2 separate regions of the Mus musculus genome follow, and region 2 is linked to region 1. Evidence: chromatin contacts called from public HiChIP or PLAC-seq data. All regions are on one chromosome and are shown on one strand. The core of a region is the stretch at or near the end of the contact, and the rest is flanking DNA. Distances in the headings are between cores, read along the strand shown.

The links. HiChIP or PLAC-seq counts read pairs in DNA pulled down with a chosen protein or histone mark.
Region 2: a contact with region 1 is called in a FOXA1 HiChIP or PLAC-seq map of pancreatic cancer cells. The contact joins two enhancer-like sites. A contact is called at or near these places in 5 of 115 datasets of contacts at active chromatin or transcription factors (embryonic basal ganglia, embryonic stem cells and pancreatic cancer cells) and 1 of 9 other capture datasets (embryonic stem cells).

The regions. Positions count from the first base shown.
Region 1 is chr17:29,927,119-29,930,842 of GRCm38.p6, reverse strand. No RefSeq gene overlaps it. Among named protein-coding and RNA genes, the nearest start is that of Gm41559, 39 kb to the right of the region's middle. Within about 2 kb of position 1,957, at least 37 of the 459 cell types and tissues checked have an H3K27ac peak or open chromatin away from gene starts, as enhancers often do. A contact at or near this core is called in pancreatic cancer cells, where this site is marked.
Region 2 is chr17:30,257,826-30,261,551 of GRCm38.p6, reverse strand. The region is part of intron 9 of Btbd9 (BTB (POZ) domain containing 9); the gene reads left to right. Among named protein-coding and RNA genes, the nearest start is that of Zfand3, 250 kb to the right of the region's middle. Within about 2 kb of position 1,406, at least 19 of the 459 cell types and tissues checked have an H3K27ac peak or open chromatin away from gene starts, as enhancers often do. A contact at or near this core is called in pancreatic cancer cells, where this site is marked.

The DNA.
Region 1 (3,724 bases), core at 708-3,207:
CCATGGAGATCTCTCTGTGTAGGCAGAAGGGAGCGTGAGAACATGCTTAAGATACGTTATGTGGCATTCTCAGAGAATGAATAAAAACGTTGTTTTAAACAATGCTTATCTTTGTAAAGAGAAAGAGGAGGGGAGGAAGGGGAAGACTGGAAGAAGAGAGAAGAGAGGGAGGGCGAAAAGGAGGAAGAAGAGAAGGAGAAGAGATAGGAAGAGGATGAGGGAGGGGAGAATGAAAGGAAGAAGAGGGGGAAAGGAGGAAAGAGAGGAAGAAGAGGGAAGGAAGGAAGGAAAGAAAGAGGAGTGGGAGGGGAGATGGGAGAGGAGCATAAAAGGACAAAGAGGAGGAAGGGTAGGAGGATGGAAGAGAGGGAGGAAGGAGGGGAAGGAGAAAGAGAAGAAGAGCTAGGAGGGGGAAGAGGGAGAGAAAGAGGAAAGGAAAGAGAGGAGGAAGGGAAGAAAGAGGAAGAAGAGGGAAGGAAGGAAGGAAGGAGGGAAGGAAGGAAGGAAGGAAGGAAGGAAGGAAGGAAGGAAAGAGGAGGAGGGGGAAGAATGGAAGGAGAGGAGGATGGGAGAAAGGGAGGAAGGAGAGAAGGAGGAAGGGGAGGAGGAGGAGGGGGTGAGGAACGGAAGGCCTTTTCCAATCTGCAAAATCATTCAAATAGGAGCAGCCCATCCTGCCTTCGAGGCTTACAGCTCGCCCAGACCCAAAGGTCCCATTTGGTCAAAGAGCTCACTCCTTTGGCCCCCAGCAGGCTTACTTCCTGGAATTCAGCCTGCTGCTGTATCTACCTGGCCACAAGAACAGGGAGCTGGTGACTGCCAAACACCGGAAAAGTGAATACCTTTTATTAGGGGCACCATTCCCAGAGCTGGACAGCCCTCCCCGCACCAAAGAGCAGGGGAGCATGCTTAGGAGTGTTACTGGAGGAGGGAGATTCACACCTGAGCGTGGGGACCCTGTACAACCCACTGTGAAGAGCAGTACCAGGTCTCGTCCTACCCTCCTGAGGAGTCAGAGAGCAACCTCACCTCACCCCCCATAGCTCTCCCAAATTAGGCCACTGGAAGTGCCCCTAGGCTTCTGTAGTGCCCAGCCTCTCTCATTCAGGGGCATAGGAATGGGCTGAGTGGGCAGTCAGAATGCTGTTGAGCAGGCTCTAGCCGGAGACATGCCTGCCCCTCTCCCCCCATCACACAGATGAGCCATCTGGAAGCAGGAGGGCAGGAGGTTAACACCAAAGGTTGTGGAGCACCCACTAGGCCTCACCTCAACACTGGGATTGTGAGGTTGCGGGGAGGGGGGAGACGGCTGAGCTCCTTCTCTTGGGTCCCTCCATGTAGGGTGGGGAGGGAGCCAGTGAAGAGAGGTCTTCACAGCGTGCAGCCTCTTCTATAGATGGGCTGGTGCTCGCGCCTCTTCACCCCAAACCTTCCTCCATCAGACATGGCCTCCTGAAGGCCAGAGCCTATAGAACACACATTCTATGGGAGATGGAGACACACCCATGGAAAACATAACTTCTCCTTCATGGGCCTGGCTTCCTTCACTGAACTAGTCACCCAGCTTCTGCCTCAGGGACTACCTGGCGGGAGTACTAGGGTAGTAGTTGAAGGAGAAGAGGTGGCTTGTCCCTGTCCTGTCTCCAGCCCAGGGAGAGCCTGCCTCACCTTTCCGGGTTGTTTACCTTGGCCCGCTCCCTCTGCCCTGCTCTCCCAGCCGATCTGATTGCCGTAATTAGTTAATCAGTAACTGGCATAATTTCCCCCTGATTAATGCAGGAATAATCACCCGCCAGGGCTGCCAGCAATTTGCTTATCAGAGTCACTTTGAAACAGCTTTGAAAATGAGCGATTGGCACCTTCCTCGGGGTTAAAATTAGAGCCGGGGAGGCCGCCCTCTGCCGTGGGCGGCTGGGAGTGGCAGGCGGGACTGGCAGGGGAGCCTCCGCCCCAGTGTCTGGGGCAAGTGGTGTAGGTGACTGGCACAGTTCTGTGTCTGGCTGATCCAGACGGAGTGCTTACTGTAGGGAGGCGGATATTTGTGCTGGGGTGGCTCCCCGGTACAGGTGAGACAGGTTGGGGTGCCTCTGGAATGGAGCTGGCCCATGGGGGCGGGGCGGGGGGATCTGAACAGAGAGACCTTGGGGTGCCAGTCCAGGACAGACATGCTTTACACGGTAGTAGTAATAATAATAACAACAGCATCAACAATAGCGAACCAGTCACTTTCAGTTTGTTTATTTGTTTATGTCTTTGTTGTTTTGTTTTATTGACACAGTTTCTGTGTGTAGCCCTAACTATCCTGGAACTCACTCTCTAGACCAGGCTGGCCTTGAACTCAGAGATCCGATTGCCTCTGCTTCCCAAGTGCTGGGGCTAAAGGTGTGCACCATTATGCCCAGTTTATGTTTTTATGGTTCCAGGGATGAAACCCAGGGCTCTGCATAATCCAGGCAAGCACTGAACCCCTAAGCCATACACACATCCCCAGCAGAGAAATTGCTCCATTCTTTACATAAATTACCTCATTTAATCCTAGAGAGATGAAACTATCCTCCAAGTGAGCGCATCCACTGGACCAGAATCTGACTCTTTATTTATTTATTTTCACAAATTTACCTTTAATTAAGAAAAATTTCCCACGTGGGCAGAAACCATTGGGATAATGAGCTCTTATGAGCTCGCCGCCCACTTTCTACACGTCACCCGATGTCTCCCCAATTCTCTGTAACCACTCTTGTTAGTACTGGTATCTCTTTAAAACAGCTCCTGAAACAGTAGCGATCTCCCTGTAAAATGAGGCATGGGTAATCAGAGTCTCTGCCTCTTGGGGCTGTCCGGAAGTTTAATGAGCTCCTTTGTGGAGGTCTGAGGTAGATATCGAGCATCATTATTTTCAGAATGGAGGGTAGTTTGGCTGGGTGTTGAAATCTGTAGGGTCCAGAGGAGAAGAATCAGACAGAGATGGGGAATAAAGGCGGCCATAGCATGCTGGTATGTGCTCAGTCAGCTGGGACAAATGCTCACATGCTCACACTCGCAGGAAGTTACATGAAGTAGGTTTGTTACTCACAGACAGGTAGCAGAGGGTTAAAGAGGCGTGGCTTTGTGGAGAGCTGGGGGGGGGGGGGATAGGGTCTCTTCTATGCAAGGCCTACCTGCAGCATAACAGGAAGACCCTGGGAAACAGACAGCAGGGGTAATAATACACAAGAGACTAAAGCCCTGATGGACATCTGCTCTTGGGAGGGTCTGGAGAACTCATACGGTGCTGGAAGATCACACTTTGCCCAGACCACAGGGGCCCACAGCTGCTGAATCTGGGCAGGTTATACAACTATCTATAACAAATAAGCATCACTATTAAAGTAGTGTGTGGCCTGATCCTCGGCACCTACATGTCTATGTATATACAGGTATGTGCCCCCCCCCACCCCACTTGACCTCACTCCTGACTTGCAAATGAGCTGTTTTGTACACCCTGGCCATTGCTCTTGTCAGCAGGATGCAGACACAACATATCCTGCGTGTGTGCATTCTTGAGAGTCACGTGGAAGAAAGTGGGCATGGGTGGATCTAAGGCCACTTGGGGCACTGTCCTGCACAGAGGTGAATGAAGATTTCTGGGTGTTGGTTCCAGGTTTGCACACCTATGTCTTGCAGGAATGGAGAGGCAAGGCTGCTGTGACTGCTTTGTTTTATGTGGATGGACCTCTGGGCGTCA
Region 2 (3,726 bases), core at 157-2,656, 330 kb before region 1:
GCGGTCATTTTCCACTCTGCTTGGAAACAGAGGCTTTCTGCTTGGCTTAGTTACAGCCAGAATTCGGGGGTTTCCCTTCTCAACAACATGATAGTTTCAGAGGCATATTTTTTCCACAAAATAGATAAGTTAGCTTTCCAAGCTTGTCCAAAATGTGTAATGGTTACTCTTGTCCTCAAGTGTCAAAGGCAAATAAACAGTTCTAAGATAGCCGTGTACAAGTAAATGATGCTGTGCGTTCTTGAGCTGCCTTCCACTGTGTCCTGGCTTTTTCTCAAGGGATTAGTGCATCTTGAAGCTAGCTCAATAGCTTGGATCATAAAACTGCCAAGTCTCAAGTTATTGTTTTAAATTTCCTACGGGAGATTGCATCTTAAGTATAAAGGGGACTTACCCCATGACTCGGTGCCCTTACTGATGGGGGGAGGGGCGTGTCTCGTCATGCTGTTTGCTTTTCTCACCCAAGTCACAGGCTTTCAAGATTTGATGGAGTGCTTGCATTGATTTTTAATTTTCTTAGTCACCAGAAAATACATTTAAAATATAAATAGGCAAAAGCTTTACACTGTAACCTCCCTTGCCTCTGTGTCAACATTTTTGCCTTTCCTTGCTGATCCCAGGTCCGTAAGACTGCACATCCTTCTCTAACAATCTAAGCTTGCTTGTCATGCTGCCCCTCCTCTTGTCTCCTGGAATCACTTAGTCATGCATTTCCTTCTGTAGGTCTCTCAATGGTTCTACCATGAACAAGACCAACAGCTATTGATTTGGGGATGTCACAGAGGCCTCGTGGATCCCTGTGACATGAGCCCTGGTGCTTCTGTGGTCACTAGGCACTGTTTTCTGACTGAATCCTCCTGAAGATGTCTGTCCTGACTCTTACCTTCTTTTGTGACTTGCTAAAGTCAGAGAAGAGGCAGAAGTTGTAAGATGACATCTCATTTAAAAGGTGACCTTGCCGGCCGGGTGTGGTGGTGCACGCTTTTAATCCCAGCCCTTGGGAGGCAGAGGCAGGCGGATTTCTGAGTTCGAGGCCAGCCTGGTCTACAGAGTGAGTTCCAGGACAGTCAGGGCTACACAGAGAAACCCTGTCTCGAAAAACAAAAAACAAACAAACAAAAAAGCAAAAGGTGACCTTGCCATCTTGCCTTTTTGGCACGGAAGATCATATTTGTTCAATGGAAAAGCAGGTTGATAAGCTCTGTGTGCTGGAGGAGTCAGGAGGGAAAGAGCAGACCACTCCCTGATGTGCTGCGTTCTCGTCGCTGTGATAATGCACAGAAACAACCTACAGAAGAAAGGGTTTATTTTGCTTTATGTTCCCAGAGGAATAGAATCCTTCATGGCCAGGACAGCATGGCCTGGCAGCAGAACAGAAAGCTGGCTGGCAACCTCTCAGCCGTATACAGGGAACTGAGAAACAGCAGGAAGCGGGGGAGGTATAAACCCTGAAAAGGCCTGCCCTGGTGACATACTTCTTCTAGCAATGCTGCACCTCCTAAAGGGTCCATGGCCTCCCCAAACAGCCCTACCAACTGAGGACTAAGCACTCAAGTGTGTGAGCCTATGGCGACTCCCACACTCTAGACAGTGTGTACATCACATACATACATACATACGTACGTACATACATACATACATACATACATACATACATACATACATCACAGAGGACTCCTGTCCACTGCCCCCTTCTCAAGTAAAAGCAACCTGGAGTTGAAGAGCTTGCTTCGAGTGTCCACTGAAGTTACAAGGAAGAGGAAGGAGGGAGGTAAAGCCAGGGTGGGGACCAAGAGAGACTAAGAGGGGACAAGAGAGGTTTCATGTTTCCTCTCATAATGGATTGAGAACATGAAGGCATAAAGGAAACAGGAGGAGGAAGAGGATTTGCATCATTGGGGGAGGGGAAGAGGGCTAGCAGAGGGTGGATATAAGCAAACTACAACAATCTGTGTATAAAAATGTCACAATGAATACGCTTCATTTTGTATGCTAACTAAAAATAATTAGAAATTTAAAACAATCAGTTAGAAAAAAGTGTTCAAATCCCAGGACAAATGGATAGATCACAAGGACTGTTATTAGAAATGAAAATAGTAAGCATCTTTCCAGGGCTCAGCTGCTGAGCAGAGAGGTGGGGCAGGTGCCCATGGAGCCCTTGATTGCACCCCACATTTGCAGGGCTGCTCAGGGCTGTGCTTGTCGTCCTCCTGGCCAGCCATCTCTGAAGCCCCTTGTTTCCCAGATCCGAGTCTGGACATCCCGTCTCCTTCCTCCTGCCGTGTCTCCAATTGAAATGGTCCCTCTGCATGTAAGGCTGAGTCTGTGCCTGAAGTGCACTGGCCCAGGTGGAAGCACAATTTTAATCAAACGTGCATAGAACAACTCAATTGCTACCAAAATCCCAAGAGTCCTAGTGCTATTGGTAGCCAGATTTTCACTTGTTTCCTGGGTTTTGGTTTCTAGCCCAGCCTGTTGTCATGGGGGTTTGTGTAGATCATTTGAATAGCATTAGGATTTCCAGTTCTCTTAAGAGTCATTTTTATTTTTTATTTGTATGTATGGAATGTTTTACTCGCACCATTTGAGCCTGGTGCCCATTGAGGCCAGAAGAGAGGGTCAAACCGAAGCTCACCTATGCAAAGCCTATGCTAAAGCAGCAAGCATTGGCTCTGGGTACCTGTGGCTATCGTTCCTTGCCTGATTTCTCCTGTGACGTTTTCCAGATATGTGGGTATCTGAGGCCTGGGTCTTTGCTGACAAGATGAGCATGCCAGTCTTTCTTCTGTCACTGGCCTTCTGAGGTGATCTCAGTGGTTAACTTTAGCAGTGCATGAGAACCATGGTGTCACAGGGAGGCAGCCTTCCCACATGTCTGTCTGGCTTCAGTCTGTTTGCAGCACAGTCCTCTGGCAGAGCAGGGCTGTGGTTACAGTAAGCCTGCTTTTGCTTTCAGCTGCTCTCCGACCCCCAGGCTACTGACCTTTTAGGATACTCTCTTTTTCTTTCTTTTTTTCAGTGCCTACCAGCAGACATAGCTTATACGGGCCTCTAACTATTCATCCAGTTCACTTAACAGGGAACTCACTGTGACATCAGCTGTGTCAGACAGAAATCCTGAGCACCAAACTAAAGAGCCTATGGAAGGGAGTTGAGGTTTGCAGCTGGCTTTTGACAATAATATGAAGTCCAGGCTTCCCTGAGGAACAGAGCTGTTCAGTCCCTGTGTTGTGGTGGAGTTTACTGAATGTCTCCTGGATGTTGGATACCTGCAAGAGCGCTTGGCGTCTGCCCAGGGGTGGCGCAGTCACTTGCTAAAGCACAGCACGTGAATGTGAAGTACATGTGAGTGTCACACTTGTGCTGACTGTACAACAAGCTTGTTACGCTGCTGACTATGCTCTTGGGATGGGATGGAGATGCATCACCAGCCACAAAGGATGAAGCCAGCCTTGCTGTGCCATGAACTGGCTCCGTGTCTCTGGACAGGTCACCCGCTATCCCCGTGAGTCTGTCTCCACATCTATAAAATGCCACTCCTAAAACAGAGCTTGATGCTGGGCTCTGGGGAGCTGTGCTTATTAAAAGAATGTATTGTTATGCTCACATAAACATGTACAATAGTCACATAGGGCAGAAGACAGGATAGATTTACCTCTGACATTTCTTTTAATGTTTGCATGCATGGCTGAAAAGCCCTGGCATACCATGGCTGCATAGATGTAG